Regions from separate parts of the Mus musculus genome. Here all the other regions are linked to region 1. A link is a contact called in public Hi-C and promoter capture Hi-C data. All regions are on one chromosome and are shown on one strand. The core of a region is the stretch at or near the end of the contact, and the rest is flanking DNA. Distances in the headings are between cores, read along the strand shown. Region 1 holds the start of Gmcl1 (germ cell-less, spermatogenesis associated 1). Region 2 holds the start of Rpn1 (ribophorin I). Region 3 holds the start of 4933423K11Rik (a long non-coding RNA gene). Region 4 holds the start of Copg1 (coatomer protein complex, subunit gamma 1). Region 5 holds the start of Alms1 (ALMS1, centrosome and basal body associated). Region 6 holds the start of Rab43 (RAB43, member RAS oncogene family).

Evidence for each region. Promoter capture Hi-C pulls out the DNA fragments that hold promoters and counts their contacts. Hi-C and Micro-C count contacts between places; a contact is called where the count stands out from the background.
Region 2: a contact with region 1 is called in a promoter capture Hi-C map of pre-B cells, with 6 times the contacts expected there. The contact joins the promoter of Rpn1 here to the promoter of Gmcl1 in region 1. A contact is called at or near these places in 3 of 39 promoter capture datasets (erythroid cells, liver and pre-B cells).
Region 3: a contact with region 1 is called in a promoter capture Hi-C map of neutrophils, with 4 times the contacts expected there. The contact joins the promoter of 4933423K11Rik here to the promoter of Gmcl1 in region 1. A contact is called at or near these places in 2 of 39 promoter capture datasets (neutrophils and pre-B cells).
Region 4: a contact with region 1 is called in a Hi-C map of CD4 T cells, with 6 times the contacts expected there. The contact joins the promoter of Copg1 here to the promoter of Gmcl1 in region 1. A contact is called at or near these places in 2 of 484 Hi-C or Micro-C datasets (B cells and CD4 T cells).
Region 5: a contact with region 1 is called in a promoter capture Hi-C map of erythroid cells, with 3 times the contacts expected there. The contact joins the promoter of Alms1 here to the promoter of Gmcl1 in region 1. A contact is called at or near these places in 2 of 39 promoter capture datasets (erythroid cells and pre-B cells) and 1 of 115 datasets of contacts at active chromatin or transcription factors (astrocytes).
Region 6: a contact with region 1 is called in a promoter capture Hi-C map of pre-B cells, with 3 times the contacts expected there. The contact joins the promoter of Rab43 here to the promoter of Gmcl1 in region 1. A contact is called at or near these places in 5 of 39 promoter capture datasets (the 3T3-L1 cell line, hippocampal neurons, liver and 1 more).

What each region holds. Positions count from the first base shown.
Region 1 is chr6:86,730,722-86,735,875 of GRCm38.p6, forward strand. Gmcl1 (germ cell-less, spermatogenesis associated 1) reads right to left here and starts at 2,657. Exons shown (of 14, transcript NM_011818.3): 1 at 2,190-2,657. The coding sequence starts at 2,443.
Region 2 is chr6:88,082,136-88,087,289 of GRCm38.p6, forward strand. Rpn1 (ribophorin I) reads left to right here and starts at 2,338. Exons shown (of 10, transcript NM_133933.4): 1 at 2,338-2,659. The coding sequence starts at 2,396.
Region 3 is chr6:85,371,974-85,377,127 of GRCm38.p6, forward strand. 4933423K11Rik (a long non-coding RNA gene) reads left to right here and starts at 2,881. Exons shown (of 4, transcript XR_869208.2): 1 at 2,881-3,249. It overlaps Rab11fip5 (RAB11 family interacting protein 5 (class I)), which reads right to left and starts at 2,661. Exons shown (of 6, transcript NM_001003955.2): 1 at 2,125-2,661. The coding sequence starts at 2,555.
Region 4 is chr6:87,885,007-87,890,160 of GRCm38.p6, forward strand. Copg1 (coatomer protein complex, subunit gamma 1) reads left to right here and starts at 2,934. Exons shown (of 24, transcript NM_017477.2): 1 at 2,934-3,066; 2 at 4,065-4,117; 3 at 4,651-4,731; 4 at 4,950-5,021. The coding sequence starts at 3,030.
Region 5 is chr6:85,584,470-85,589,623 of GRCm38.p6, forward strand. It overlaps Alms1 (ALMS1, centrosome and basal body associated), which reads left to right and starts at 3,062. Exons shown (of 23, transcript NM_145223.2): 1 at 3,062-3,557. The coding sequence starts at 3,177.
Region 6 is chr6:87,809,659-87,814,812 of GRCm38.p6, forward strand. Rab43 (RAB43, member RAS oncogene family) reads right to left here and starts at 2,121. Exons shown (of 3, transcript NM_001039394.1): 1 at 1,689-2,121. The coding sequence starts at 1,886.

The sequences.
Region 1 (5,154 bases), core at 1,407-3,906:
TAAACATAAAGACACAAACAAGGGCCAGGCAGATTACTCAGCCAATAAAGTGCTTTGCAAGTACAAAGCTGAACACAAGAACAAACCAACAAACACCCACAAAAAAGCCAGGTGGGGTTGCCAGCATCTGTAATCCTAACGGGGCAGGTAGAAGGACAGGAACAGGAGGATCGGACCTTGTTGGTTGGCTAGACTAGCCAATCAGTTTAATAAAGAGACTCATAAAAAGGTAAGGTGGAGGGGAATATAGAAAGATCCACTGTTGATCTCTGGCCTCCACATGCAAGCACAACTGTGCATGAGTGCATATGCAAAGAGTGAAAAGATGGTACTGGTGTGGAAAAGATCCAGCTTGGTAGTAAAGTGCTTCCGGAGAATGGATAAGGCCCTGGGATATGGGCTGGGAAATCTTAGGGGTGGTTGGGTGATGGGATACAGGATGTAGGTTGGAAAGGATTAAAAAGGTGCATCAGACAATTACCAAAAGTAAGTGGGAGTGGCTAAGTCACTAAGGCTGAAGAAGGATGCATGTCTTATGACATAAGAGCCTGTTCATCAAAGAGTTCTAATACCAAATGCACAAAGACAGGCACTCTGGGGCCTGAGAGGTGTCTCGGTGGTAAAGAGCACACACTGCTCTTCCAAAGGACCCAAGTACAATTCCCAACACCCACATTAGGGAGCTCAACACCTCTGTAACTCCAGTTCCAGGACTTTGCAGGAATGTGCACAAATCCACATACTCATAAATAAAAACAAATCTTAAAACCGGGGGGGGGGGGGGGGGGGGCACTGCACTTGTGCTCACTCTCAGATTGTGAGAGTCTCAACACTCCCAGCCCTTCCTTCCTCTCTCTTCTCTCCAGGGTGTCTGGATACAGCCCAGAATGGCCTTTAAGTCACTTTGTGGCTCAGACTGACCTCCAACTTGATGCTCTTGTCTCAGCCACCAGAGGCTTACTGCAGGATTGTAATACCTTGCAAAATCTGCGTAACTCTTTGAGGTGGCAATAATAGTTCTACTTTACATATGAAAATGAGTATATTAAGTGCAGAATACAGATAGGAATTCAGAATTGGAACTCATTAGAACATCCATCTTGTGAATATATTCACCCCCTAATGAAAAGTTATATTAACCTAGTTTTTAACCTAAGATATTTACATATCTTACCGCTACCACTGAGCTCCAACTCTACCACCTACACTTTTTTTTTTTTTTTTTTTTTTTTTTTTTTTTTTGGTTTTCCTAGACAGGGTTTCTCTGTGTAGCCCTGACTGTCCTGGAACTCACTCTGTAGACCAGACTGGCCTCAAACTCTGAAATCCGCCTGCCTCTGCCTCCGGAGTGCTGGGATTAAAGGCATGCGCCACCACGCCCGGCTCACCTACACTTTTTTTGTCAACAAAAATGCAATGTCCATAAGCAGATCCTTTTTAAAAATTTCATTAAAAAATTACATCTGTGTGAGTCTAACAGTGACCTTAAAAAGAGAAAAAAAAAATCCTTACTGCACAGTATATTCTGGTATACGCCACATCTATTTCACAAGCAATGATTTTTTTTTTTCAACTCTTCCCTCAAAAAAATCTTATGCAACCTACACAGAGTGCAGCCCACCTCAACAAGCAGACTTTGTTCTTAACTGGGCGAATCTCCATCACTGGTCCCTCTAGTGACAACACAGAGAGATGTCCATCTCAGGGACTACTATGCTCCTCTCTTTACTGATTTATGGCTAGTGATGCACAGTAAAATTTCCCGTGGCTATCCTATTCAAAAAGCAAACGCCTGCTACGGAAGGGACGCGGAAGCTCTGGCTAGTCCTTTTAGGCTCAGGTTGAGGCTCTGACACTCAGGAAGCTTCTGTTTAATGTGCAGAACCCTAAGCTTTCTAGCTCCCGCACTGATCCCAGGTCCACCCAACACGCGCGAGCTCCCGTATTAACCCAGGTCTATCTGCAAACTCCCAGACCCTACACTGACCCAGGTCTGTCTGCTAATGCCCAGCTCCCGCACTGACCCCAGGTCTGCCCGGCACGCGCCCGCTCCCGCACTGACCTAGGTCTGTCTGCAAACGCCCAGCTCCCATCTGCTCCGCGGGCACTCACCTCCCGCACCGACCCTCCCGCGCTCTCCTGTCAAGGACACCGGGGTCAGGCCCCCCAAGGTGCGGGGCGTTCCGTACCTGCGCGGCGTGTTCAGCAGCCTCTGCTGCTCGTCGCCCTCGTCCTCGTCGTCGTCTGTCTCGGAGTCGGGGTGACAGTAGCAGAATGTGCCGCTGCTGCGCTTGCGCTTGCGGCCGCCCGGACAGTAACAGAAGCTGTGGCCCGCATCTTCGCCGGCGTCCGACCTGCGGGCCGCGCCCCCAGCCCCGGGCGTGGGTTCGGGCTGCTCTGTGCGCCCTGCGGGCCGCAGCACCCGGCTGCTGAGAGCGCCCATGGCTCCGGCGCCTAGGGAGCACCGAGGGGCCGCCCCGCCATGCCCGTATCTCCACCGCCTACTCCGCTGCCGCCTCGCGCGCAGCCCCAACCGTCGCCGCGAACGCAGTCACCTCCATCCTCAGCCCCGCCCGTAGCGCCTCAGCGGACCGGCTTCGCTAGACCTCGCCCCCTCCTTCTCCCAACAAAGCGCGCGCCGCAGGGCGCAGGCGCAAGGCGAGCCTCCGGAAAAGGCGGGGCGGGAGGACGGAGCCTGCGCTGCAGGTTGCGCATGCGCAGGCTGCTGGCCCGTCCCTGCGGCGCTCAGCCCCGGTGCGTGTCTGACTTCCGCGGTTCCGGCTTCAACGGAGGGGCGTGGGCACTGTGTGCTTATGCCTAACAGATCTCGGGATCTCTGTCGCTGGTTCTTCCCGTAAGCTTCCTCGATTCCGGGGTCTCATCCAGCCCTGTACGGTTAATAAGAGGACGGACTTGCCAACATGGCCTTTGCTTCCAGGGCTCTAGGACCCGACTGGCCCGGTTAGATAGATGACCGTCACCCAGCTGTGTTGACCGGGTTCAGTCTGGAGCCTCAGCTAGCCTCCAGGTCTTGCCTTCCTTCTGCTGCCTTGTTTTGATTTAATTATTATTTTATTGTGTCAGTGTCTCGTACTACATACTTCGACTCACTGTATAGGATGCTCTTGAACTCTTGATCTCCTGTTTCTACCCCCTGAAAGCTGGGATTACAGCCATGTATGTGTCACATCACCTTCGTGGACCTGAAATGCTGAGTATCAGATGCAGGGCTTCTTGAATGCTAAGCAAACATTCTACCAACTAAGCTACATCCCTGGCCCTCGATTTTTTTTTTTTTTTAAATTTTCTTCAAGGAAAAGTGTCACTCTGAAGCCCAAGGCTTCCCTGGAACTCTCAGAAGTCCGCCTATCTCAGCCTCTAAGTGCTAGGAGTTGAGGCACTGAGCTACCATACCTGCCTTTTATACCTTTCAAAGTAAAATGTTTATAATAGAATGTTTCAAACAGAGCAATACAAGTACCTGTGGACCTACTACTGGCTTGGAATTCTATCACACTTACTTTGATTCACTCCCCTTTAGCTTTATTGATATATAGTGGGGAATGAGAAACCCCTTGTGTACTAATTCTCAGTTTCCAGCCTCTCCCTCTCTGTGCCATTTCTATGCATGTCTTTACACGTATAACCACTCTTCTGCTGCACATTCAGACATGTAATTTAAATGGAATTGGACCATCCCAAACCTATGATTTCTCCTCTCCTAAAACTATACTTTGAATGGAATCTCTAGTTATTGTCACTGCTCATTGTTAGACACATCATTTGCCTACTCCCTTGCCAAGGGGTTTCAGTTATTTCTACGTAGATGCTCTTTCAGGAACACCACTCGCAAAAGCTTCATCAGGCAGATCCCAGAAACGGGCTCTTGGGAAATTTTCAACTTTACGAGTTCTTGCCAGTTTTTCGCCCCCCCCCCCCCGGAACTGACTGCATCAATTCACCATTTGCACTCCGTTATAGCAGTATATGTCCTTTGTGAGCCACTGAGGAATTTCTCATGTTTGAGAAATTCTGAGGGTGTGTAGCTGAGGCTGGTTGAAGGAGAAGTGGGAGGAAGAGAACTACGGTGGCTGCAGGGGACACGCAGGAATGTACATAATATGAAACATACGTGAGGTCATCTTAAAACATTGTCCCAGCACTCGGGAGGCAGAGGCAGGCGGATTTTTGAGTTCGAGGCCAGCCTGGTCTACAGAGTGAGTTCCAGGACAGTCAGGGCTATACAGAGAAACCCTGTCTTGAAAAACCAAAACAAAAAACAAAAACAAAGAGGCCTTGGCGTATGCACAAGCTAGACTGTAACATGGTGGCTTCATGTGTCACTAAATTCCTAGAGGGTAAAACATCCATATTGGTCTTGTCTAAGGAAGCGCAGGTGAATGGCTCCCTGGATACTGAGGAGAGCCATGGCAATGTCTGTAAGAGCCTGCCACAGCCACATAGGACTTAGCCTCCACCCTCAGAGCAAGGGCAGTGCAAGAACTGACCTGATCCCCTCTGCTCTTCTCACTGTTGCTACAAGCAGGGATGATGGAGAAAAAGAGAAGTGCCCTCCCCCCATTCCAGTCCCCTGCCCTCGTCCCCTGCCCTGACTTCCCTTCCCCAAGCCAGCATCCCATTGAGGCCAGAACTGACTGAGGAAAGAAACCTCAGACTACACTTGGAACTTTGGCTTATTATGTTGATGACTGAGATGACATTATTTTGGGGCCTAGAGGAGCTAGCTACACAGTAGGACTTCTGAAAAGCCAAGAGTGAGCAGAAAATTGTGACTTTCTACCCTCCCCCTGAACTTATACCTAAGGATAAGAAAAACAGCCCACTGAAAGCACTCAGCCACAAAACACTGTTCTTAAAATTTTGGCTAAGACACCACGTAATGGTAAAACTTCTGTTAAAACCAAAACAAAGAACCTAATAATGCCTCCAAAGTGTAATAAAGTTGGAGTAGAGATTCCACAGTCCTGAGGTGGTAGCGTTGATACCTGAATCTAAGTTCATTGGAGTGACTGTCACATAGCAATGTTGTCAGTGATCCCAGTACCAACGCAGAAAGAACAAAGGAGTGTGTGTGTGTTCTTTGTACATCTGCAACTTTTGTCCTTTGTGGTGCTGAGAACACAGGGTATAGCT
Region 2 (5,154 bases), core at 1,088-3,587, 1.4 Mb after region 1:
AGAAAACAGAGAACAATTTTAGGTGTCATTCCTCGGGAGCTGTCTACGTTGTTTTCAAGACAGGATCTCTCACCGGCCTGACGTTCTCCAAGCAGGCTAGGCTGGAGAGCAAACTCCCCGTGTCTACCTCCCCAGTGCTGGGATTGCAAGGCTGCATCACTGTCCTTGGCTTTTTTTTTTTTTCCATGAGTTCTGGGGATCAAACTCAGATTTTCGTGCTTAAGTGGCAAGAATTTTACTGGCTGAGCTATCTCCCTAGTTACCCTCTTAACACTCTCAATAATGACTTTGTTATTTTTAAACATCTATTTATTTTATGTGTCTGAGTGTTCTGCCTGCATAAGTGTCCATGCACCACATCCTTGAAGTGTGAGTGGAGTACAGAAGGCAGTTTTAGATCCACTGGAACCAGACTTAGTGTTGTGAGAAGCCATGCAGGTCCTGGGAATTGAACCCTGGTCCTCTACTAGAGTATCCAAGAGAGGACTTAACTGCTAAGCCTCCTTTCCAGTCACCTAACTCTATAATTTTTAATTTTGGAAGAGTTGAAGAAAAATTGTCTCTGATGTTGGAGTGTTATTTTAAATGGCTACTATATTGCCCCTGCTATCCTCTGCAGAGCTTTGCCCTGGTGAATGTGTTAATAGTGTGGTCAGACTTTCTATTGTTGTTGTTACATTAAGGCAAAGTATTTTATGTTCTTTATTCTTTATTCTTTCCTTAGCCTCCTAAATACTGAAGCATTACAGGCATGTACCACTACTACAACCAGATAGCATTAAAAAAAGATTTATTTTTAAATTTATATTTATGTGTGTGTATGTGAGAGAGAAAGAGATACAGAGAGACAGATAAAGACAGAGACAGAGAGGAACAGAAGGAAGAACATCTGTGTATGGATGTTTGTGGAGGTTAGAGGGCATCAGATCCTTGCCTGACAGGCAGTTGTGAGCCTGGGAACCGGAAGAATTCAAGTCCTTTGAGAGAGCAGCAAATCCTCCTAACCACTAAGCTGTCTCTGCATACATAATGTATGTACTCGCGTGCAAACAGTAAGTAGTTTTGTTTTCTGGGCCATATAGTCTGGTTTGCAACTACACTACTGTTACTGTTGTACTGTGAAAGCAATCATAAGCTACGGACAAATGAACGTAGCTATGTTCCAATAAAACTTTATAGACACAGATAGATTGTTGGCCTGCAGGTGCTAATTTCCTGACTTCTGCTTTGTAGGGAGGAGCATGGCCAGCCCTCCATTCTCTCTTCTCATTGGCTGGTATCAATGTTTGAATATTTCCATCTCCTCCCAAAATTTACCTTCGAATTACATCCTTCAAGCAACAACATTGGGACGCATTCTCATTTGGGGAGTGGAGACTGTACACAACCATTGTGCAGGGGGCTTGGAGATTTTATAGGGTTGAAAAAAGGGAACTTTAGGGGAGCAAAGTTTTATCTGTAGATTTTTTCATATATATATATATACATATATACATACATATATATATGTATATATGTATATATATATATATATATATATATATATATATATATGGTTTCAAGGCCCAAAAAATGCCATTGGATGTTTTCGTCACTAAGCTGGCTTTCTTGTCAGGTGTATCAGTACACTGACTACAGTTTCTCTGCTCACTTGAAGTTCATTGTTTTTGGTCATTAATTCTTCAGTGTGACTTTGGGAGATGATAGCACTAGAGGAATCCATCTGCAAGATGCCTTTGTAAAAGGGCTTGCCTCAGAGAGACCCTTTCCTGCCTTTCTGTCATATGACGATATGCAATGCCTTCCTTAGAAGGCATGCAATGTCAAAGTGCCACCTTGGTAGTAAATAGCAGCCCTCACCAGACAGCTAGTCCTGCCAGTGACTTCGCCTTGGACTCCTACAACTGTGATAAATGTCAACAGGTATCTGAGGTTAATATCATCAACCTTGGTTAGTTGCTTAAGGTTTCTGCCATCACTCACATTAATGGTTGAACTAAATATTAGAGGAGAGACTTGAGTTTCTGGAAATTTCCCATTTTCCTTTAAACTTTTGCCCACTTAGCATTCGTATCACTATAGAGAAGGCAAAGTTAGTTCCTTAGACTAAGCTATAGTATACTGTTTTTGAGCTGAGAGGCCAGAGTTATTTTGCATAAGCATGAAGGAAACAGACAGGATATAAGGAAATCAGGGGTGAATACGGCTATTAAGCGCCCCAAGAAGTACGCCTGCACTTTAAGATTTTCAATCAGGCGCCCCACGATCGCCCGGTTGCCCTGGAGACGGGGTCCTTTCTGACCGGGCCCAGCCATCTTGTGGTGCTGTTGGCCAATCAGCGGTTGCGCCGTGGCGGGGGGGCGGGGCGCGTGTCGGTGGCGCTCAGCTCGCGGTCATGGAGTCGCCGGTCGCCTTGCTGTTGCTGCTGCTGCTATGTCTCGGGGCCTTGGCCCCGACGCCCGGCAGCGCCTCCTCGGAGGCTCCGCCGCTGGTCAACGAGGACGTGAAGCGCACGGTGGACCTGAGCAGCCACCTAGCCAAGGTGACGGCTGAGGTGGTCCTGGTACACCCGGGCGGCGGCTCCACATCACGAGCCAGCTCTTTCGTTCTGGCCCTGGAGCCAGAACTGGAGTCGCGGCTTGCGCACCTAGGCGTGCAGGTGAGCGGAGGGAGGAGCCGGCGAACCTCACGCGGGATGCCTGAGGCGATCGGGGATCCCTGGGGAGGGGCGGGGAGGTTGAGGGCGTTAGGGATCCTCCAGGTGTCTGGTTGTCTGAAAGGCAGGTGTTGGAGGGGGACAGCGGAGAGGTTGGGGTCCGCCGTCTCTCTTGTCCGCGTGTCCTCTCGGACACGTCAGCACAAGCTTCCGAGCGTGGGGCACCGCCCACGTGGCTGCTCTGGAGCCCAAGGCGACCCCTTGGTCCCCTGGCGACCTCCTTCCGCACCCCAAGAGGATCTTGGCTGTGGCCGGGTGCGGTACTTCGGGTACCCAGCTTCTTTTCTGTCCCCTGGACTTGCTCGTCTAGTGGAGGACTATCAGTGAGTTAAGACAATTTATTTCCTGAATGCAATTGACTGGTGTAGTCTGTTCTCTCCAGACAGCAGCGTTCAGAAATACAGCAGGTTTCTGGTATTAAAGTTTGTCATTCCTCGCACCCGGTTAATGTAACACTCCTCTGAAAGCTGCTGCTTAACGCTTTCTTAATGTTCAGACTAATTGAAGAGTCAGCCCCTTATGCTGTACAGAAAGGTGAAGCCCAGGTCTGTTCCTCCCCACCGTCTCTCATTGGAACACTTCAGCATTTAGCCTTCTGTACTTTTCATTGAATACACTTTTATACCTTTCAAGGAAAGAAATCGCTGGCTTTGGGAATAGAGGGAATATCCACACAGGTTAATTTTTATTACTGTTCTCATTAACTATATTCATTAAGTGATTACCCAATTTACTAGGAGACTAAGCACACCACATTCTTTTTAACTGTATGGAGCTATAAAGCTGGACTTATAATAGTCACTGAAGTGACTCCTGTCCCCTTTACATTGAAGCCTTGTTCATGCTCAGCATGGCTTTCCTCAAATATTTCTGGAAAGACATTCATGACTTCATTGGATGCTCAGTCCTGTTTTGTGAAAATCAGTCATGACTTAATGAAGTCATAGTATAATCAGATCACAGCAGAGGCTTACCACCCTGCTGCTGTCCTGGTGGGAATTGCATACAAGTTGGGTCCCTCTACATGGCTCAGAGCATCCAAGTTCAATTCCACAGCCATCGGTAACTCCAGTTTCAGGGTGCACAGACCCACTTGCAAGCAAAACACCCATGTACATTAAAAGAAAAATTAGGAAAAGAAAAGGCTGTGGCAGGTATTTTAAGAACATTCCCCACCCTATAGCAACCTTTTGAGGCATAGGAATTCTTACATGACTGTGGAAGTATCTGGCTTTGGAGCTTATTAACCCCCCTCCCCCAAATGAAGGTCTGACTTGTCCCATACCCTTGGGTGTATTTGCATTATTGCTACCTTGCTTTCTGGCCTTGACATGAAATTAGGACTTGTGTTTCAGCTCTGCAGTCATGTTACTGACTTACAGTAACTTGTGTTAACTCTGGAGGAAGACGAGTTTATACTCCTTACCTAGGTGAGAAGCAACTGGGTGATAAAGAGGATAAGAAAGGGCACACATTGCCTTGGAAACTTAGGCGAGGTGGACGGAGTACAGGAACCTTTAAGGAGCTAGCAGGACAGTAGGATTATGTAGTTTGAACCATCCTTTTCTCTTACACTGTTTGAGACAGGGTGTTGCTGTGTTGTCCCTGGACTGTTTTGGAACCTAGAATCCTCCTGTCCCAGCCTCCAGAATGCTGATAGCTAAAAATGACCTTGACTGCTGATCATCTTGGCTGTCTGTCCCATGTACTGGGACTACAGCTGTGTACCACCATGCCTAGCTTTCTGACCTTTTACTAAGTAATGCATTTTTTTTTTAAGATTTATTTATTTATTATATGTAAGGACATTGTAGCTGTCAACTCTGCTTGCTCAGTTCCTGCTTGCCCCAGTCCAAAGATTTATTACTATACATAAATACACTGTAGCTGTCTTAATATGTCTAAATATTAAGATACTGAAATAGTAAAGATAATATTTTAAAAAGTGTTCTTGGAGTTGGGATATAGTGATAGTTGCCTATACAATTCCAGCAGTTGGCAGGAGGATCAATAGTTTAAGGTCATCCTAAAGGGAGTGTGAGGCTAGCTTGTGCTACTTGGGGCCCTGTCTCAAAAGAAATCAATTTCCTGTGGGGTTGGGGTGTGGAGCAGTGGTAAAGCACATGCTGAGCTGCACCAGGCTTTGAGTGCAGGTCTGAGAACAACACATACAATTATTCTTTGTAGTGTTATGTTCTCTGTTGGGAATTATTGCTTCAGTCCTAGGAAATAGTTTTTTGTTTTGTTTCATTTTGGTGGGCATTAGGTTAGGCTAGCCAAGGGTCAGTAGAATACATGTATGTTTTCCACAGACTGCACACAGTCTGTCACTCCAGATAACCCCTCAGGAAGCCTCAGCAACCCTTTGGAGTTAACCTGGTTACATGGCTGGTGGCAGTGAAGGCTAGATAATACAGGAGTGTGCCATAGTGGCCACC
Region 3 (5,154 bases), core at 1,631-4,130, 1.4 Mb before region 1:
GCCTCCGTTCTCTGTCAGTGGGCATGCCATGAGGCCCAGTGACTAGAGCCCAGAGCGGGCCAACTGTCTGGACTTTCCCTCTGCCCACCCTAAGTGCCCCACTTCCTGCCCTCTCCAACTCTATAAATAATCCCAGGCAGGCAGGGAATCAGCAGAAAGGCAGCCAGGTGGGTGTGAAGTTGAAGCTGGTGGAAAAGATGACTTCTCAAAGTAAATTAAGGCTCCCGTTCAGATCAAGGGATAGCACGTCAGACTCTCCCGGGAGCACTGTTCTTGGCTAAAAACAGGCCCACCTGGACTTGCAGGCTGGGCCAGCTCCACTAAGAAAGATTCAAGGCCAAGGCCAAGAGGGAAGCAAGGGCACTGAGCAACAATAACAACAGAAGTCCAAGAAGCTTCTCCCTGCAAGCTGGTCTCCCCCACCTGACCCTTTCAGTCCACCCGGCCCTAATGCTTACCCCATGTATAATGTACCAGAGTAGCTGAAGGGTAATGGGGCTATGGCAATGGGGAAAGGAAAGAGCTAAGGGAGCAGAAGAGAGCATTCCACCCCACACCCAGCCCCCTGATCGGCCTGGACCAGGAAGGAGGGTGAGGACACAAAAGAGGGAGGAAAAAGAAGAAAACAAGGACCAAGTTATACCTCATGACTCCACACCCAGCAACTAAACAGCAAGTCATGAGGGAAGGAGAGAAGCCAGGGGAGGGAGGATGAAGTCAGGTCACAGCCCTGCCTGGAATGTGCCCAGGTCTATCCCACCCCAGCCACAGTGGGCCAGCCAGGAAAGCCCTTCCCTAGTCATGTTTTGGAAAAAAGAAAAAATTGCTCAAGGTCAGATCCTTTCTATTCAAAGCCTGCTTTCCTCTTCGTCTGCACCAGGCTGAAGGCTCATCCCTCTCCAGCAAGCCTTCTTTGACTTACTCAAAACCAGCAAACCTTGCCTAGCAGTTCTCCTACGGAGGGACACCACTCTGCACCCATTCTCTGGGACCCCACCCAGGAGGCTTAGAAATTAACTGGCCCAAGCAAGCCACAGCAGGTGGTCAGCCCTGGGGACTGACTTCTACATGGTCCCTGGCCCAAACAGGAAAAGGTGATCCAAGTCTTAGGTCTTTTATTTTGTTTATTTGGTTTGGTCTTCAAGGCAGGGTTTCTCTGTGTAGCCTGGCTGGCCTGGAATACAGAAATACACACAGCTCTGTCTCTCAAATGATGGCGTTAAAGGTGTGTGCCACCACAGCAAAGACAAATCTTAGGTTTTGATCTTAACCCTACAAAGGACACACTCTGACAAAATAAATGTTTAACCTCCTACCCTTCCCAGGCTTTGGTGTCTCTGGCCTTTGAACCCAGCATTGGGGAGGCAGAGACAGTAGAATCTCTGAGTTCAAAGGCAGCCAGGTCTACATAGCATGTTCCAGGACAGACAGCGCTACGTAGAAAGACCCTGTCTCGAAACAAAACAAAACAATAAGAACTTTTCCTATCCTTTCTAGAGAAAATAATCCGGAGAACTGAGGGCATTATAACCACTGTCCCACTGACCCAAGCTGATTCAAATGTACCCTTCTTTACTCCGAGGTGGGCCAATGCTCTCAGTCCTGGTACCCTAAGACAGAGTCACAGAGTACGTCTATACGGTGAGGTGTATCCCTGAACGTTCAAAGGCCAAGTGTCCTGTGTAACCCCTGGGAAGGCTGGGGTGTCTCCCTTCAATCTTGCCTTGGAAGATAACACCTCACCTTCCTGCTTCTACAAGGTGAGACTTCCTCTCCACTACCTACAGGCTAGTCACCTCTTTGAGGAAAAGAAGGCAGACCCTGAAGTCTTTAAATTTCCCTTCTTGAATTCCCACAGCCTCAGAATCCCATTCCGAACTTTCCTTGGCCATGTACTGCCAACGCTTGGTCACTACACCAACTCCATCAGGCCTTCCAGGCCCACCAGGCTGCTGGGGAGACAGTCAGGGGGAATTGGGGAGGGCAGAAGGCTGAATGAGAAGTAACAAACAGTATACGGGTTTGTGTCCTTGAGTGGGAGGACCGGGTCCAGACGTCCCAACCAGCCCCGCCCGGTTAGGCCTTCAACCGTTTTTGTCCCTGCTCCCAGCGCCCCAGACTCACTGCGTGTGCTGGGCGCGGCCTGCGCGGAAGACCTCGTCCAGAGCTACGGTTGCCCGGCCCAGAAACTTGTCCACGCCGATGAGTGAGCGATGCATGGTGGTGAGCACGAGCTCGCAGGCGGCGTTGGGGCCGGAGGCCCAGGGCGCAGGGCCCGCATCTGCCTCCTGTGCCCGCAGCAGGCCGTCCAGGGCTCCAGGCGGTAGCTCGAACGAACACTCTTCGCACCATTCCGGGCAGCCTTGCGTCTTCTCCACTACCGAGGTGCTGTACTTCTCTCGGCCCACCTGGATCACCGTGTACGCGTCGCTGGTGCTGCCGGCGCCCGAGCTCTTGCCCCTCAACCCGCTGGCCCGCAGCACGGTCACCTGGACATGCGTGGGCAGCCAGCGGGAGGATCCGGCCGCCGGCTCAGGGTCCCGCACCAGAGCCATGGCGGACCCTGGGACAGAGTGACAGACGTGGCAGCCGCGGGATGCTGTCAGGAGCCGGCTCCCCCGCGCCGCCTGCAGCGCACCGACCGCCGCAGCTGCGGGCTGGCCTGGGCCAAGCGGGCCGCCGCCTCCCCGCCGCCCCGCCTCCCGGGCGGCCGGCCGCCCCGCGACGTCACGCCCCGCCTAGGCCCAGGCCAGGCCCCGCCCCCAGTTCCACCAGCATATAGCTGCCTAAGAGCTAAAGAAACCCAGAGAGGGGCGCGGCCTCTGCAAAGATGTGGGCGGGGCTTTCTCACTGGCCCAGCCCCTCTGGGGGAACCTCAAGCTCCCGCTGCTCTTCTAAAAGGTGACCGGTGCAGAAGGGCGCGGCCTCTGCGTGTGTTGGGGGAGAGGATTGAGATCTGGCCATGCCTTAATCACGACCGGATTCGCTTGTGCACAGTGCGGAACTGCAAAGGAAGAAATGGAGGGGGCTAGGGACGAAGGCCGCTTGCAGCCTCTGCAGAGAGGTGGGCGTGGTTACCACCATGGCCCCGCCCCGTTTAGGCAGCGACTCCAAGCTAGAGAGCCGAACCTCTCTGCATAACTATCCACCGCGCTCTACCTGGACAGTGTCAGGGTTTTCTGCAAGCTCCTGTACTCCTGAAAGCCCTCGCTGCTTCGAAGATCCATTCTGCTCGGCGTGGATTTGAGGGTAGATAAGATGCCTACTCTAGAGACCCCCTAAATCGCACATGCGCTCCCATTTTCAACTCTCTACATATATGTGATGACCTAGAGCCGCCGCTGGGAAATCACTGGAGTGGGACTTAAAACAATCTTTTTCTGCTTTGATTTTTCCCCCACTCCCTTTTTTTTTTTTTTTTTTTTTTTTGGAAACGGAGTCTCTTCTGGCTCTCCTGGAACCTGCTATGTAGATTACGGCTCGAATTGTTAAATTCCTGCCTCCACTGAGTGCTGGGATTAAAGGCGTGCCCACTGGTTTTAAAACTTTTGTGTGGCCAGGTGTAGTAGTGCTCACCTTTAATCCCAGCACTTCCACTTGGGAGGCAGAGGAGGAAAGATCTTTTTGAGTTTGAGACCAGCCTGGTCTACATAGTGAGTTCCAGGCTAGCTAAAACATTAGCCTTATATACAAACAAGGCAAACAGGGCCTTGTTGGTAGTAGACAAGCATTCTACCACAGGACTAATCTTCCACCTCTAAATCCATTCATACTTGCCTACTGTGTGTTGTGTTCTGAGAACTGCCAGCACACTTGTTTCATTATTAAGATAATGGTTAATAATTATGGATGCTGAATTTCAGCAAGAGTCGGCCAACAACTGACTCATGAGCTTTCTGTGCATGACCTCACTCATTCTTCAGAGCCACCCTATATGTGAATTTGGTTTCCCAGAAGGCAGAATTATAGGTTAGATAAATTTACCTAAGATGCATAACAAAGAAGCTGTTGTAGCACAGCCTATAATCCCAGGACTCTGAAGGCAAATTCAAGGCCAGCCTGGGCTACATGGTGAGCCTTTACTTTTTTCTGTTAACTTTCAGAGCCTACCCTTAAATTAGATTTTTTTTTTCAATTTTCAAGACAGAGCCTCTCTGTGTAACCTTGGATGTTGTGGAACTCTCTTTGTAAATCAGGCTGGCCTTGAACTCACAGAGATCCACCTGCCTCTGCCTCCCAAGGGTTGGGATTAAAGCCATGCATCACCACTGCCTGGCTTAGAATATTTTTTAATAATGTATGCATATATACTCAGGACAAAAACAAAACAGTAGGCAACAAGGTGTCTTCATTGCCACTAAACCTGACAACTTGAGTTCGATCCTCCTCAGGACTCACGTGATAGGAGAGAGCTAATTCCAGCAAGTTGTTCTCAGACCTCCACAAGTACACCGTAGCACACTCTCTCACACCAAATATAATAATAAAACTTTAAAAACATCGGAAGGGGAGAAGAAAGAGAATTCAAAAGTCCTCCCTTCCTAGATCCTGGGGTATATCTTTTACTTTATTCTGTCTGTCTTTCTGTCTGTCTGTCTCTGCGGGGGGCAGAAGGTGTCAGAGAACAATCCTTGGGCCTCAGTTCTCACTGGATCACCTGAGGTCATTAGGCTCTGTGGCAGCTACCTGCTCTACCTACTGAGCTTTCCTATCTGATTATACTTACTTTAAATTTTCTATTTGAGACGGGGTCTAACCGTGTAACACTGGCTGGCCTCAAACTCACAAGAAGCATCGTCCTCCCTCTGCCTCCCAAGTGCTGCTATTAAAGGTATTCTCCACTATTCCAGGCCCTTTAGTAACTTAATTTTGAGATAGGGTCTTTGTAGCACAGGCTGGCCTTGAAATCACCATAAATTGGCTTTGAACTCCCGAGCCCTCCTAACTTTCCCTTCAGAGTTCTGGGACTCCAGATCAGCACCACCACGCCTATCTTCAATTCTTATTTTTGTTTCCTGCCAGCAACTCCAGTTGTATTCCAGAGAGAAGCCCCAGGGTCTCACTCTGGCTCGATAACTGAGCCACACACCTCTGAGGATATACCTCCTAAAGCTATTGGTGTTTCCAAACCTTGGGGTTGACTCCACCTCGATG
Region 4 (5,154 bases), core at 1,684-4,183, 1.2 Mb after region 1:
GAATCAAAAGTCTGACTCTCTGAAGAGAACAGAGATGAAAATGATCTTGGCTTAAGCAATGATTCTTCAAGATGACACCAAATGCTCTCAAGGAAAGAAGACAGATAGTCTTCTATTTCCTTCCTTAAAACTTCTTTTTTGAGCTGTAGACATGGCTCAGCAGTTAAGAGTACCGGCTGCTCTTCCAGGGGTTCTGAGTTCAATTCCCAGTAACCACATGATGGCTCACAACCATCTGGGATCTGATGCCCTCTTCTGGTGTGTCTGAAGAGAGCAACAATATACTCATATATAATAAACAAACAAACAAATAAATAAATCTTAAAAAATTTCTTTATCAAGAGTAAACTTTATTAGAACTTTTGTTTTTGTTTGAGACAGGGTTTCTCTGTGTAGCCCTGGTTGATCTAGAACTCACTGTGTAGACCAGGCTGGCCTTGAACTCACAGAGATCTGCCTGCCTCTGCCTTCCAAGTGCTGGAATTAAAGGCATCTACCACCATGCTCGGCTTTAAGTAGTGATTTTTTAAAAGCAGAGTTCCCATCAAATTAACACTCACTTCAGGGCAAAAATACATTTTAAAAACCTAAAACCCTGACTAATGCACCAAATGGCTGTTTTTATAAGAATGGAATCAGCAGCCAACTCTCTGGTTTCATCTGTATAGTCTATAATATTAAGTAATACGAGCCAGGAAGTGGTGGCGCACACCTTTAGTCCCAGCACTTGGGAGGCAGAGGCAGAGGCAGAGGCAGAGGCAGAGGCAGAGGCAGAGGCAGAGGCAGAGGCAGAGGCAGAGGCAGAGGCAGAGGCAGAGGCAGAGGCAGAGGCAGAGGCAGAGGCAGAGGCAGAGGCAGAGGCAGAGGCAGAGGCAGGTGGATTTCTGAGTTTGAGGTCTACAGAGTGAGTTCTAGGATAGCCAGGGCTACACAGAGAAACCCTGTCTTGGAAAAAAGAGAAAAAAGTACTATGAAGCATTGCTAGGTGGTACAGCCATGCTCACTGGCTACCTCACACAGTTCCAGCAAAGCCGAGCGAGCCAACTGCTGCAATCGATGCTCTTCTAACTCTAACTTTTGGTTTTGTTCCCTGCATGTTGCATTCTTGGGGACTGTATGTGTTATGATTCAGTTTATGTCTTTTCCTGGGGAAAATTATGAATTATGTCTGAGTCTTTAAGAAAAATCCTAAAATTAACTTTATTTGGAAGTCTTCCTTATGCCCTGGAGATCATTAACCACAGATAAGCACATAGCTCCATGAGGCCATTACTCCAGGAATCGGCTTGGGGTATCGGCCCCTGAGCAAACTCACGAAGGATAACTGATGGAGGGCAAACAGACAATTGATGAACTCTGTCCAAAATAGATTACAGATTCAATGTCTCTTTTTTATTATAGGCTTAAAGCTCTCTGAAAATGGAGTTTAAAGACAGGGAGTCATACAGGGCATACCCCTGGAGGAATAAACTCAGTAAACAATTTATATTGACTAAAATAAACATTTTCTACTATGTTTATCATGTTTAATCATGTTTTACATGATAAAACATATAATGAAGTTAGATAGTCATCTTTGCAGCTCATAAAAAGACCAATTCAGATATTTCCTGTTTGTCTGGAGTGCTTTAAAACTGCAAACACTGCCAGCCTACAAGCAGCCTGCCACATAGTAAGTGTGTTTGTTTTGGAGGAGACAGTCTTTAGATTCTTTAAATTGGTGTTATAGGGCAGATAATAAGAATAAAATCTGTTGTTTATATTTTCTATTTGTAACTGAGCTTTTAACCCTGGTTATGTAATGATAAGTCAGACATATTTTGTACTACTGGATAATCATTAGCTTGTCTTTGTTCTGTGAAACTTGTGTAAATAAAGACGCTCTTGGTTGCTAGTCAGTCAGAGCAACAGAAATGGCCTGATCTCTAATAAGTAAGTCAGAGTTACAGAAATGGCCTGATTGCTATCAAGTCAGAGCTGCTAAATTCCCCTAACTATCTGGCTTGGCTTGCCTCACCCTCTCCCCTTGCCTAATACTCATCTTCTCTGTGGGCCAATTTGTCAGCAACAATATTTGAATTCCTTGTCAAACCACAAGTTTTATAGTATTTGGTAGAAAAGACTCATTTAATAATTTTCACAACTGAACCTGGCCCTCAGACTTGGCAGCAAGCACCTTAACTTAGCGGCTGAGCCATCTCATTGGCTCTATTTTTTGAGGTGGAAGTCATGTAGGTCTGGTGCAGGGGGATGGCCTTGAACTTCTCATCCTCCTTTCTCTGCCTCATGAGTGTTGAAATTACTCGCTATGTCCAGTTATATCTCAATGTTAAAGCACAAATGTACATAACTCTATTCATTGCCTTACAAAGCTAGACTCGGATGGAATCGGTTCCTTGGCTAGCAACAGATGCCCTTTTCCCTCTCACCACCATCTCTGTCATGGTGACTCCTCTGGCCTCAATCCTTGGGGCCAGTGAACTTGTTTGAGAGCAGCTTCCCAATAAATTTGCCCTTAAAATATTCTAACCTGACTTGAATTGGCTCATTTTACCGGTGGCGGAAAAATAACCTATTAGTGAGACTTACTTCCGGAAAATGACAATAAAGAGTAGCAGGGAACATGTATGGGGTCAGCGTGCTGCATGCAACCCTCCCATCAGAATGCCCTTTAAATTCAGCCAGGGGTAACTGCAAACACAGCAGCCACAGGACCACAAGGGGGCGCAGAAGCGGAGCACCCGCAACCGCAGGTCTAGGCTCCGCCTCCAGTGTCTAGCCACGCCCACTTTCCTGGGTCTCACCCCTCCCCTTCCGCCCTCTTCCACCTAGGTTTTGGCAATCTCCGGACAGGCAATGAAAAAGGTGGGCGCAGTTGTGCGCAGGCGCAGACAACAGAGTGCGCAGGCGCAGTCCATAGTGCAGTGCTCAGGGCGACGTGGCGGGCGGGAGTACGGAAGCCGCAGGGAGAAGCTGTTCTCACCGCTACTCTGAGCATCTTCCTGCTGCGTGGAGCTACCGCTGACACCATGTTGAAGAAATTCGACAAGAAGGACGAGGAGTCTGGTGAGGGCCCCTTGAAAGACCTGGGGAGGTCAGATCCTCGTAGGGGTTCATGGGACCTTCCTTGGCTTCCTTCTTCCGGGCCTCTGTCAGAGCCAGATCCGAGGCCCAAGAGGGGCAGGGGCTTGTGCGCAGGTCCATCTATATCTGTTCTCGGAGGAAACGTGCTGTTTGCCCTCTCCAGCTCTGGCCAGGATTTCTGCGTGACCTTGTGCGGGTAACACTCCTCTCTGGGCCTCAGTTTCCCCATCTTGTCAGAGGAGGTTCCCAGGCTGGATGTTACCTTGCATTTCACCCGACCTCTTGGTATTTGCTGCGATAATTCTTTGCCTATCTGGGTGTAACCAGTCCTACAGTTAATAACCCTGACCGTTTCATTCATTCAATAAACTACAATTACTGAACATCAGGCACCTCACTGATCATAATATTACAGTAGCTAAAGCAAGTTCGATACTAGATGCCTGCAATAGGAATGTTAGGATGGAGAGCCCAGACAGTAACCAGATAATCGCATGCATAATTTTTTAATGTAATATCTGCTGTCAGGGAAACTCAGTCACAGGTTAGTTAGTGTTGGTTGTCTCCGACACATAGATTCATTTAAGTTCTGGTTGCATAGATCAGTGCCAATTATTGAACCCTAAAATGCTCAGAAAGAATGCTTAGGTGACTGTGAGAGAGCCTTGACGGCCTCTGGTAGATGATAGAGACTTCCTTCTCTCTTCCTCGTGTTTGGCAGGTTTAGGGTCACAGTTCGGGGCTGTAACTCAGTTGATAGAGTGCTTGCTTAGCTTGGGTGAAGCCCTGTGTATGATCCACAGTACCATGTAAACCAGGAGGCCGAGGCGGGAAGATCAGATGCACAAGAGCCGACCTCTGCTACATTTTGAGTTAAAGGCTAGCATGCGATACATGAGAGTCTGTGTCAGCACAGGAAAAAGGAGAAAAGCAGTTCATTCAAGATCACAACCGTAATCAGTCTTCTCTGTGCACTGCAGGTGGAGGCTCCAACCCCCTCCAGCACCTGGAGAAGAGTGCCGTACTCCAAGAGGCAAGTGCCACCATGCCTGTGTCTGGTCAGGAATACCTGCCAGCCCTGCTGTCAGATACTAACATACATGGAGTGCTGGTTTATAAAGCCTGGGTCCAGGAAGATGGGACTTTATTCATTGTATTTGCTAGTGTGGCTAGTATTAGGGCAGCCCAAGGGAAGACTTCTGGTATGGTTAGTAGATAAATTAAGAAAAATAAACTCTTGGGAGCTGGACAGATGGCTCAGCGGTTAAGAGCACTGGCTGCTTATTCTTCCAGAGGTCCTGAGTTCAATTCCCAGCAACCACATGGTGGCTCACAACCATCTGTAATAGGATCTGATGTCCTCTTCTGGTGTGTCTAAGACAGCGACAGTGTACTCGTATACTTAAATAAAATCTTAAATAAATAAATAAACTCTTCCCACTTGAGAATACATTTATGTGGACTGAGTTAATACGTACCCTATGGTTCTCTAGGCCCTTCATGAACTGAGGGGCAGCTGTGGTAGAAAAGTGTACTAGGCTAGAGGTAATGGTTGCTTCTTCACAGGCTCGGGTCTTTAACGAAACTCCCATCAATCCCCGGAAATGTGCTCACATCCTCACCAAGATCCTTTATCTCATAAACCAGGTAACAAGATGAACTTGGCAGGGAATACAGGGGAGGTTGTGTAAATGGAGATGTACCCTTACGCTTTTGACAGCTCTGTGATTGGAACCAACAGTCTAGGCCTGGGTCCTCTTAAGTTTCCGGCTCTCATTTGTTGCCTGTGCTCAAGTGCCTGCAGGCTCCAAAGGTCTAGCCTACTGACCTCCTGTCCAAACCTGTGGCTTTTCTGATTCCCACAGGGGGAGCACCTGGGGACCACGGAAGCAACTGAGGCTTTCTTTGCCATGACCAAGCTCTTCCAGTCCAATGATGTAAGTACACTGATGATCTGTGCGTTTCTGCAGATGTTGCACCCATGGCAGGGTGGCAGGAGGTCTGCCTGTCAGTATAGACTGCCGTCCACAGAATCAGGCTTCTCCTGACTCTAATCCTCTCCCACCAAGC
Region 5 (5,154 bases), core at 1,812-4,311, 1.1 Mb before region 1:
TGGAAGATGACAGTCACCTTATGTAGGTAAGATTCTCTCAGAAATAGTTTGGAGTCACCTAATGGATCAAAGACCCTGTGATATAGGCTGAGACATGAAGTAGATATGAAAAGGGTGAAAGCGATATGCTAAGGTTTGTGTCCAGTTGCAAAAGTGAGGAGTGTTGGGTTATTGTGTTGCTCCTTACATTATGATTATAAATTGTGGCTATGTAATTGTCTGTTTTGAGTCATGCAGCTTCATGCTTCTTGTGATTTCATCCTGTTTCATACAACGTGGTTTAGTTGCACTATGCTGATGTCTTCAAACAGCACTTCGTTCCATTTTTCAAGACTGTGACTTATCTGGGAGGTTCTGCTTTGCCAGGTGTGTGAGCTAGATTGCTTCTTTCCAATGCATTTCCTTTTCAGTTAAAATGAGTAGAGGAAGCTAAGCATGGTGGCTGATGCCTATCGTTCTAGTACTAGAGAAGTTAAGAAAGGATCATCCCAACAGGTTCGAAATCAGCTACAAAGTTCCAAGACAACCTGGGCAACAGAGTGAGATCCTACGGCAAGCAAGCAAGCAAGCAAGCAAGCTGACCAGATTAGTCACTTCTAGTACTTATAACTGGAAAAAACAAAAACAAAAACAAAACAAACAAACAAACAACAACAACAAAAAAAACCCCAAACCTGCTGGAATAGATATGGATACCTGAGAGTGGGTTCCAAACAAAAGGTCTTGAAAATGTGGGCTATCTGGAATTGATCATCATGCTCAGTGAGACTTGGCCTCAGTTACTTTTCTGTTGCTGGGATGAAACATCCTGACAAAGAGCAACTTAAAGGAGGAACGGCTTATTGTGGCTCACAGTCTGAGGGCACAGACCAGCAGGGTGGGAAAGTTCTGGTGTTTAACACAGTGAGTCACATCACACCCACAGCCATGCGCAGAGAGAAAGGAATATACGCATGTTTCTTGATTGTTCTCAGTTCAGTTTTTCTCCTTTTTCTAGTTCTGGACCCTCTGCCTAAGGAGTAAAGGCACAGACAGTGAGCGGGACCTTCCAACACAAGTCAGTTTAAGACAATCAGTCTCTCACAAGCAAGCAGGCACACATGTGTTAATTCCTCTATTCTTGGCTGTGGATGTGGTGTGACCTGCTGTCTCGGTTTTCCAGTTGTGATGGACTGCAAATAGCGCGTGACTGTGAGCTAAAATAAACCCTTTTTGTTAGGTATTTAATCACAGTGACAGAAATGAGAGCAAATGGAAATTTAATGAATACTTAATTTTCCCTTCACTGGTTTATTATATATTTCTTTTATGTTTTCCTAAATTTTCTGGTCCTTTATCATATTTTTTGTATGTATTTATCTGCCCATCTATTTCCCCAATCACACAGATATACACACACTTATATACATATACATTTTTCTATATATGCTACGTATAATCATTTTTTGAAGCTGTTAATGGATTTCTTTAGCCATTGGTGGCAATGATTCATCCTACATGAGGGTTTGCCACCTGGTGTCAACTGAAAGTTACAGTGAGCCTCTCTCCTCCCACACAAACACCTGGAGGTGCCCTTCACTCTTTGCTTGTCTGAGGACCCCTAGTTGCTAGCTGGGAGAGGAAGTCAAGAGTTCTCCAGTAGGCAGACAGCTCTAGGAATCCCAGGGGAAGCCAGGACTCCAGTATTCTATTTGTTATCTCCTGGCCTGTCAGTTCAATCTGTACTCTGTTGCTCTCTCTTGACAGTGTTCGCTGAGCAGCTCCTTAAATGCCAGAGGCTGTTCCAGACACTAGGCACAGTGTTGTGGCTTCTTCTGGGGAGACATGGACAAATGTCTCTCTGTGATGGTTTGAATTAGAAATGATTCGTTTCACAGTTGGTTTAAGAGGTACAGCGTTGCTACTGGAAGCCTGTTGGGCAGGATGGAGGGTCATGTGCTTTTACCTGCTAAGCCATGCTGCCTGCCCTCTTTTAAAGACTTTTTTTTTTTTTTTTTTTTTGTGGCAGTCTGTCTATGTCACCCTGGGTGTCTTGAAACTCCCTATGTAGGCCAGGCTGGCTTTGAACTCAGAGATCTACCTGCCTTTTCGTCTCAAGTGCTGAGAATAAAGGCGTGTACTACCTGATCCAGCTACCTTTATACTATTGTGTGTGCACTCAGTAAAGACAATTTAGGGGAGTTAGTTCTTGCCTTCCACTTTTATGTGAGTTCTGGGAATCAAACTCCAGTTTGTGGTGTAGATGCCTTACTGGTGGAGCCATCTCTTCAGCCCTGAGGGTGTGTGTGTGTGGTTTCTTTCTTTTCGTTTTTTAAAAAAAAGATTTATTTATTTTATTATTTATTTATTTATTAATATTTCTGGGTTTTTTTTCAAGACAGGGTTTCTTTGTGTAGCTCTGGCTGTCTTAGAACTCAGAAATTCGCCTGCCTCTGCCTCCCAAGTGCTGGGATTAAAGGCGTGCGCCACCACCTTCTTTTATTTTATGCATGAGTACACTCCCATTGCTCTCTTCAGAGACACCAGAAGAGGGCACCAGACTCCATTACAGATGGTTGTGAGCCACCATGTGGTTGCTGGGAATTGAACTCAGGAATTGAATCCGTGAGCCATCTCTCCAGGCCGGGGTTGGTTTCTTAACCTCGTTTTATAGGCGCTTCTCACACAGTTGCTTGTGGTTTAGTCAGATCCCAACTATCTCTCCTCTCTTCCCTCTCTCTCTCTCTCTCTCTCTCTCTCTCTCTCTCTCTCTCTCTCCCTCTCTCTCTTAACTATTCACTCATCCCATTAGATTCACTACTGCTAGGTAGACTGGCACTAACCTTAAAATTTGTAACTTGCGAACGTGACTATTATTGGTTTATTCTAGGGCAAGAGATAAAAAATCATGGGTGACTTTGTGCAGGACCCCTAGCGTCCCCAAAGCCCGGACTAGGTTTATTGTGAGCATACGGTACTGTGAGCGAGGTCTAGTGACGCTCTTCTGCGGCTTTCCCGCGCTCCCCGCGGGGCGTCCCTAGCAACGCGCGGGCTGGTTCTCAGCTCCGCCCCGCGTGAGGCAGTGAGGGCAGGTGCGCCTGCGCGCAGCCGCAACCGCCAGTCAACTCGCTTCCCCTCCCTTCCTCGCCCCTCCCCCTCTCCTCCTCTTCCAAAGGCGCCTGGAGCGCGAGGCCAACATGGAGCCTGAGGACCTGCCGTGGCCTGACGAGCTGGAGGAGGAGGAGGAAGAAGAGGAGGAGGAGGGCGAGGAAGAGGAGGGGAAGAAAGAGGTGGAGAACGCCTCGGCGGCGGCGACCGAGGAGGCCCTGACCTCTGAGGAGAGTGGGAGACTGGAAGAGTTCGAAGAGGCGGGGCCCGACTTGGATTTTAACTACGAGTCCCAGCGGCAGGAGAGCTCGGACGAAGAGGAGGACGAGCTGGCTAAAGCCTGGCTGCAGGCTCACCCCGACCGTCCTGGCAGTGCTTTCTCTCTGCCCCCTCCCACGCCTCCGCCTCCGCCTCCGCCTCTGTCCCCGCGGCTCCGGTACACCCCAGTGGAGCATCTGGGCAAGACTGAGGTGAGAAGCGGCTCTGTAGCCCGGAGCTGGGCTGTGGGGAGGAGCGGGGCTGAGGCCAAGCGACTGTAGAGATGCTTGAGCTACTGAACTGGGTCCAGGATATCGGGACCTACGCGCTGCGGGTCGCCTTGCTTATGGACTGTACACCTTGCTTGTGGGGCTGGCAGGTTCTTTGTAGTCTTAGGTTCTTCCTGACATTGACAGCTCCGTGTTTCCTGCGCCTCTCAGTGGATCCGTTTTTTTTTTTTTTTCGTTTTGTTTTGTTTGTTTGTTTTTGTTTTTAAAGTAGGGCAGATAAGACAGATGGCGCTGGGAGCCGGTACTCCCAGAGCGAGCAGTTAGAAAGGCTTCTTTGGCAGGAGGTGGGAGCTGGGGAGGGAGTCTAGGGAATAGCTAACTGGTGGAGAGACGTTTAGCATTTAACACCTTAGTTTTATTGAAGTGCAAGAAACATCCCCCCCTCACCCCCCCCCCCCCACTAGGAATTATTGTTGGTTAAGTATTCTGCGTGAGCTTTTGTGTGTCTTCCCGCCCATTGTGTGTCTTTGCACTTGTAGCAATTAATAGGTTCCTAGCCAGTGGCAGGAACTTGGAATGAAAGAAAGCTTGTGAGGCAGCTCTGGTCTGGAAAATTAGAAAGCACCAAGTTAGGACCAAATAGAGGAAGAGCCAAGTTTACAGAGGTCCTACCAAGATCATTTTGAAACTAACCGTGCTATTAATGCTTTTTAACTATCAGGAACTGCGTTGTTGGTCAGTATGGTCACGTGTGGTTCTTTACATACGAATTAGTTTTAAGTAACACTAGAAAGGCTGGTGGTGTATTTAAGTGGTAGAGAGGTCTTGCCTAGTGTGTGCAAGGACTTGAGTTTTCAAGCCCTAGTATTGGGGAAGGGGAATGAATAAAATTAGGAATTCAGTGATCCTGTACACTTCTCAAGTGCTTAATAGACCTGCTTAGTGGCTGTCACGTTGGACAAAGCAATTGCAGAACAATTTCATTATCACAGTGATAGTATGGACTGTGATTGTCAAAAAGCAATACATGATGTTTGCTTGCTAGGTGGTATTAAATTCATTCAGCTTATACTTTAAGTGTTTACCTTGTACTTGATACTAAGGAAATCATGGTGAACTAAACTGCTGCCTTCCTAGTGTTCCCATTCTAAAGAGGGAGGCAGATAAAATTCACATGATCTCATAAGTAAAACTGCTATATACAAAAATGCATGCATAAAAAAAATGAATGCATGAAATAGGTAACCTGGACTTGTCAGTGAGGTTGGGGAGTTACCTTGAAGACTGCAAGGCTAGTAAACAAGGGGTTAAACAAAGCATAGATAAAACAAGGCACTGTTGGTTAGCAAGAGTGTGACTTTTTCACATTTTACATTTGTTTTTTATTTTTTATTTTATAGGGTTAGGATTGAACCCGGGCCTTTAAGCAAGCTAGGCAAACATTGTACTTACTGCTGGACCACATCATTTAAAGCATGACATTTTCAAGAAAAAGAAGGCCATCGAGTTGAGTCTGGACTATAAGGCTTTATGTGTTATGCCAGGCATTTTGAGGCTTTATCTCTGGAGTTTTGGGAAG
Region 6 (5,154 bases), core at 871-3,370, 1.1 Mb after region 1:
CAGCTGACTCACAACCGCTTATAGAAAGGACAAGCAACAGAGCTTTGAGGTATCACCACACAGATGCAGCTCTGCTGCTCCCAGGCCCTCGAGGCTGCCTCCTGGGAGGAAAAGCTGCAGTGACCATCAGGAAGGGAACTAACTAGCTGCACCATAGTGTATTGCATAACCTAAGCTCAAGTGCACAGTCCATCCAGGGCTGCACTAGGTGACAGGTTATCTTCACAGGTAAACAGGAATACTGCCCCGTCCCTGGCCAGTCAGCACAGGGATCCAGCACAGGGATGCTGGGCACAGGCCAACAGCTTTTCAAAGGGGACTCATCGTCTTTATGTTTCTGTTTTCATACTGCGCTTTGAATGCTGACTACTGGCATTATCGGAAGGCACCAACTTGACCACAGACATACTCCACCCATGGCAGCCCTTCCCTGGCCACCTGCTCCAAAGGAATGGTCCAGAACAGCTAAACCTGCCTGCCTGCTCTTGGCCCTTTTCCACCTCAAGGAAACCAAAATACACTGAAACCCAAAAGACACCCAAAAGACCGTTTAAAACGTTGCAAGCAAATCTCTAGAGGCACAGTGGTCATAAAAACAATGATTGTTGACTTGCTTTTTTTTTTTTTTTCTACACTATGGGACAGGAGAGAGGCAACACCCAGAAATTATCCCAACTTTATAGAAACAAAGAACAAAGTATTCCAGCCAAGGGCAACAGAGAACAGGCCTACAGCCACCCAAATGAGCAGCGAGCCACACCAGCAACAGGGTCAAAAGACTCCCATCCTCGGGCTTCACGTCTGAAAACACAAGACTGCCCCCACCCAGTTCTCTTTAAAGCTGTCTTGAAGATCCTTGTGAACCAGAAACCGTGAAAAACGGCAAAGGATTTCTGCAGGGTGGAAATCAGGAAAGTTACTAAGAGCCTCTGTGCACAAGAACAGCGCTGTGTCCTGTCCAGGATGCTACCTTTTTTTTTTTTTTAGGGAGGACAGACACCTAGGTTAAGAAACTTGATTTCATTCATCACAAATATTATTTATCAAATCATTGCCAGGACATTGTGACAACCACATCCTGCTGTTTCTGCTGGGGTCATTGCCAAAGTTTGCTTCTCTCCCCCACCTTCCGGTATCTGTGATGAAGTTTTCGGTTTCTATCAACCCTTAGTCGGGGAGGCCCCCCACCCCCACCCCAACTCCGCGCTGGCCCTGGTGGAGTGGAGTTCCACCACCGGGTCCATAAAAGAGACCGCGGGGAGGCGTGGCCAGGGAGGAAATTCTGACAAAAACTTTTGGACCTCCGGTCCTAGCAGCCACTACTTCCTGGTCCCTCCCGGTCACGGGGATGTCGTTATTTGGCTGAGTGCTCCCCAGAGGGCCGCGCAGGGAAGGGTCTGTCCCGGCATGCGTGGCGCTCACGGAACGGCCCGCAGGTTGCCTTCCACCGCAAGTTGTTTCGAAGGAGTCCCCAGGCTGAGAGACGGGGGGGCGGGAGTGGGGTGCAGGCTTCCTCCTCCACGCTCTGGCCGCCCACTGTCACCACTCCCAGAGCCCAAGGTGGTGCTTTCGGACCTGAACCCAGCACGGACATCAAGGCCCAAGCCCGTTCTGAAAGAAGGGGAAGCCGAAGGACTGGCCGCGAACCGCCCGCCGGGAGCAAAGCAGCGGGCCGCGCCGCCTCCCACCTTGACCCGCTTGCCCTGGATCTCCAGCGTCTTCATGGTGAAGTCGACACCGATGGTGCTGCCCTGACGCGCCGAGAAGGCGCCGGTCTTGAAGCGCTGCACCACGCACGTCTTGCCCACGCTCGCGTCGCCCACTAACACCAGCTTGAACAGGAAATCGTAGTGTTCGTCCTGATCTCCCGGGCCAGGGCCCGCCATGGCTCCGCGGGAGTCCTGGGACGCAAGGGCCCGGCTTGGGCTAAGGACAGCCGCGGGCCGAGGTCCGTGTGCCCTAGCCGGCCCGCCGCCGGGCTACGTGGAGCGGCGGCGGCACCTGAACGAGCTGCACGGCGGACCGATCGACCGTCCCGCTCCGCCCCGCCCCGCTCCGCTCCGGAGCCCCGAGGACTCGGCTCCGCCCGGGAGCGCACCGCCCGGCCCTCCGCAGCTCTCTGCCAGCCGTCGGTGCCGTGCCGGCCCACGGCTACCTCAGGCCCGCTCGTGCGCCGCCTTCAGGGCGGGGCGAGCCTCCCTGATCCCCAGCACCGCCCATCTCCCGCCACTCCGCCTCTGGGTCCCGCCCCCAGGACCGCCCAGTCTCCCCCTCCCATAACCAACACCTCCTAGCCTGTCAGTACAGTCCCGACCCCCCAGCACTCCCTCTAAGCTTCTCACCTCCCCGATCCTTCTCCGAGCACCGCCCGCACCCCACCACGGCCAAAGCCTCCGACCCTTCTCTCAACACCACCCCAATCCCGCCCTCAGCACCGTTCTTTCTCACTTCTCAGCACTTCACTAACCCGGACTTAAGCCCGGTGCGGATTCGCTGTCAACAACGCCTTGATCCTCTATTTGGTCCTGACCCCGCCCTTAACATCTCTTACCCCGCCCTAATCCTCCGGAGCCTCTTGGCTTGGACCTCGCCTTAGGCACTGCATCCAAGACGGAAATCCACCCGCACCTTTTCGTAGCCCTGGAGCTAACTCCTCCCTAACGCCTCTCAACTCAGCTCTCCGCGCCTCTTCAACTCCGCTTCGGTCCGCTGCGCCCCCATAGCAGGCTTTGGCCCCTATTAGGTCAACAACTCGTTATAATCGCCAGTTCATCATTCCCTAACCTCATGCCCTTCTCAGCCGGGCCCCACGTCCACCCCTCACTGACATGCCTCCGTCCCTCGCCTGGCCTGCACCCAGTGGGGAACAGGCAAGAGTCGTTTCGGGGCAGGGGACAGCTATGGCTGACAATGAAGGGCTGATGAGGCAGAACACAACTCAATGTTCCCTCTTCGGAGAATGGAAAGTTCTGGTGACACACAGTAAAGGCAGCTTCCCTTAGGTGAAAAAGGAAGACAGAGGAAATGAAAATCCTTGAGGGCAGAATGGCCTAGAGTTCCATTTGGAAGAATTGATAGAGCAGACAGGAGTCCAGTCAAACCTGGGGTGGCTGGGAACAGGAGTCCTGGTCCCAGCCAAACACCTCCTGCACAAGGGAAACCTGTGAGTCAGCCAGCTCAGAAGTTTGGCCTGAGAAACCTGAAGTCACAGAAATGGGACCCAGATGTCTGTAAACAGTTTGAACTAGATCAAATAGGCCCCATCCCTAAAAATGAGAGAAAGCTGAGAATACTCTAGCTTCTTTGGACAGCCCCCTTAGGCCCTGCATGGCTATTTGATTCGATAGTTTTTTAATAATGGCTGTTGCAAGCCAAACATTGTTCTAGGGCCTTGAGATCCATCCATGAACGAAAGGCAAAATCCAAGACAAAATCCAAAACTTCCCCAGTAAGGAAGGGAAGAGGAAACTTAAGGAAAGCAGAGAAAGCAAGCCCCCAGGCACCATCTCCACAGGCCCTGTGAGCAGCCTCACTGGCCAAGTAGATGAAAGGCAAAGGCTGAACCTTGGAGAAAACAGAAGAGTTTGTTCTGAAACAGTTGGAACTCCATGGCTGTGAGAAATGCCCAGCAGTTGCAGCCAGGACCCCCTAAAGTGCTGTGCAAAGGAATTCCAAGAGCCATGCTTTGCACACTCATGGTAGTGGAGAACTGCAGCCTCAAGAAACTGCCTCCATCCCAAGACGTGCACTGAACCATAGTGGTTTCCTTCCTGAAGTTGGCTGTGGGGTGGGAAATACCCCTCAGACAGGCCTAGCTCACACCAAGGGAAAGGGGAGTGCAAAGGCTGAGAGACTCGGGAAAGCAGAAGGGTAGTTAGTCATGGCTCGCTGGCCTCTGCTCTGCCCTGGGCTGGAATTGGTGCAGGAAAGAAGGTATTTTGGTCTAGATGTGGGTTCTGTCAGCAAAAGCCAATCCACCACTAAGACATTTTAAAAATTAGACTGTGTAACCAGGTGTAGTAGTGTGAACCTGTAATCCCAGCAATTGGGACACTGAGGCAGGAGGGTTGCCTTGAGTTCAAGGACAGCTTGGTCTATACAGTAGCAGGCTGGTCAGGGATGTACAGAAGACATTGTCTCAGAAAACGAAAAACATTGTACCCATGGTGAGGGCTGCATAACTCAGCAAATGTACTAAAGCCATTAAAATGAGAGCTGAGGAGATGGCTCAGCAGATAAAATGCTCACTGTGAAGGTGTAAGAGCCCAAGTTCAGAGTTCCAGCAGTTGTACTATGTCAGGTACTGAGGTGCACGCCTATAACCATAGGCAGAGCAGACACAGATGGATCCTGGAGGCACACTGGCCAGCCAACCTAGCCAAAACGGCAAGCTCCAAGCTCAAATGAGACCTTATCTTTAAAAAAGATAAGACGGAAAACAAGGAGGATAAAGGACACTCAGCACCAACTCTGGCCTCTGCATGTGAATATAGGCACAGGCACTTCCCACCACACACATACATACACACACACACACACACACACACAAATGTACACTTTCAAAGATCATATTCTATGCTATATAAATCACACCTTGACAAATCTGCATGTCCTTTTTTTTGACAGTGTATTTTTTCAAAACACAATGATGATTTTTTTTTCATGTATTATGCTTGTTTGAGATAGGGAAGTTTAAAAATATGTATTCAATATACAACTTTTCCTATTAAAAAAAAAGTCTTATTTTGATAGCAAATTTTGAAATAATGCATATCTCAAATTTCAGCAAGCCACAGATTTAACATTTTTAAAAGATTCTGGTTTTTATTGATGTGTATGTCTGGCTGCCGCATGTGTGCGGGTGCCTGCAGAGAGCAGAAGAGGGCACTGGATACCATGGAGATGGAATCATAGGTGCCTGTGGACTGAGAACCAAACTCAGGTCCCTCAGGTCCTCCAAAGAGTAGCAAGTGCTCTAATCACTGAGTCATTAAGCCATATCGCAAGCCCTGTGCCAAACCTCCTCCTCCTTTTTAAAAAAGATTTATTTATTTACCCGGGCAGTGGTAGTTTAATCCCAGCACTTGGGAGGCAGGATCACTGAATCTCTAAGTTCAAGTCCAGCCTGGTCTACAGAGTAAGTTCCAGGACTAC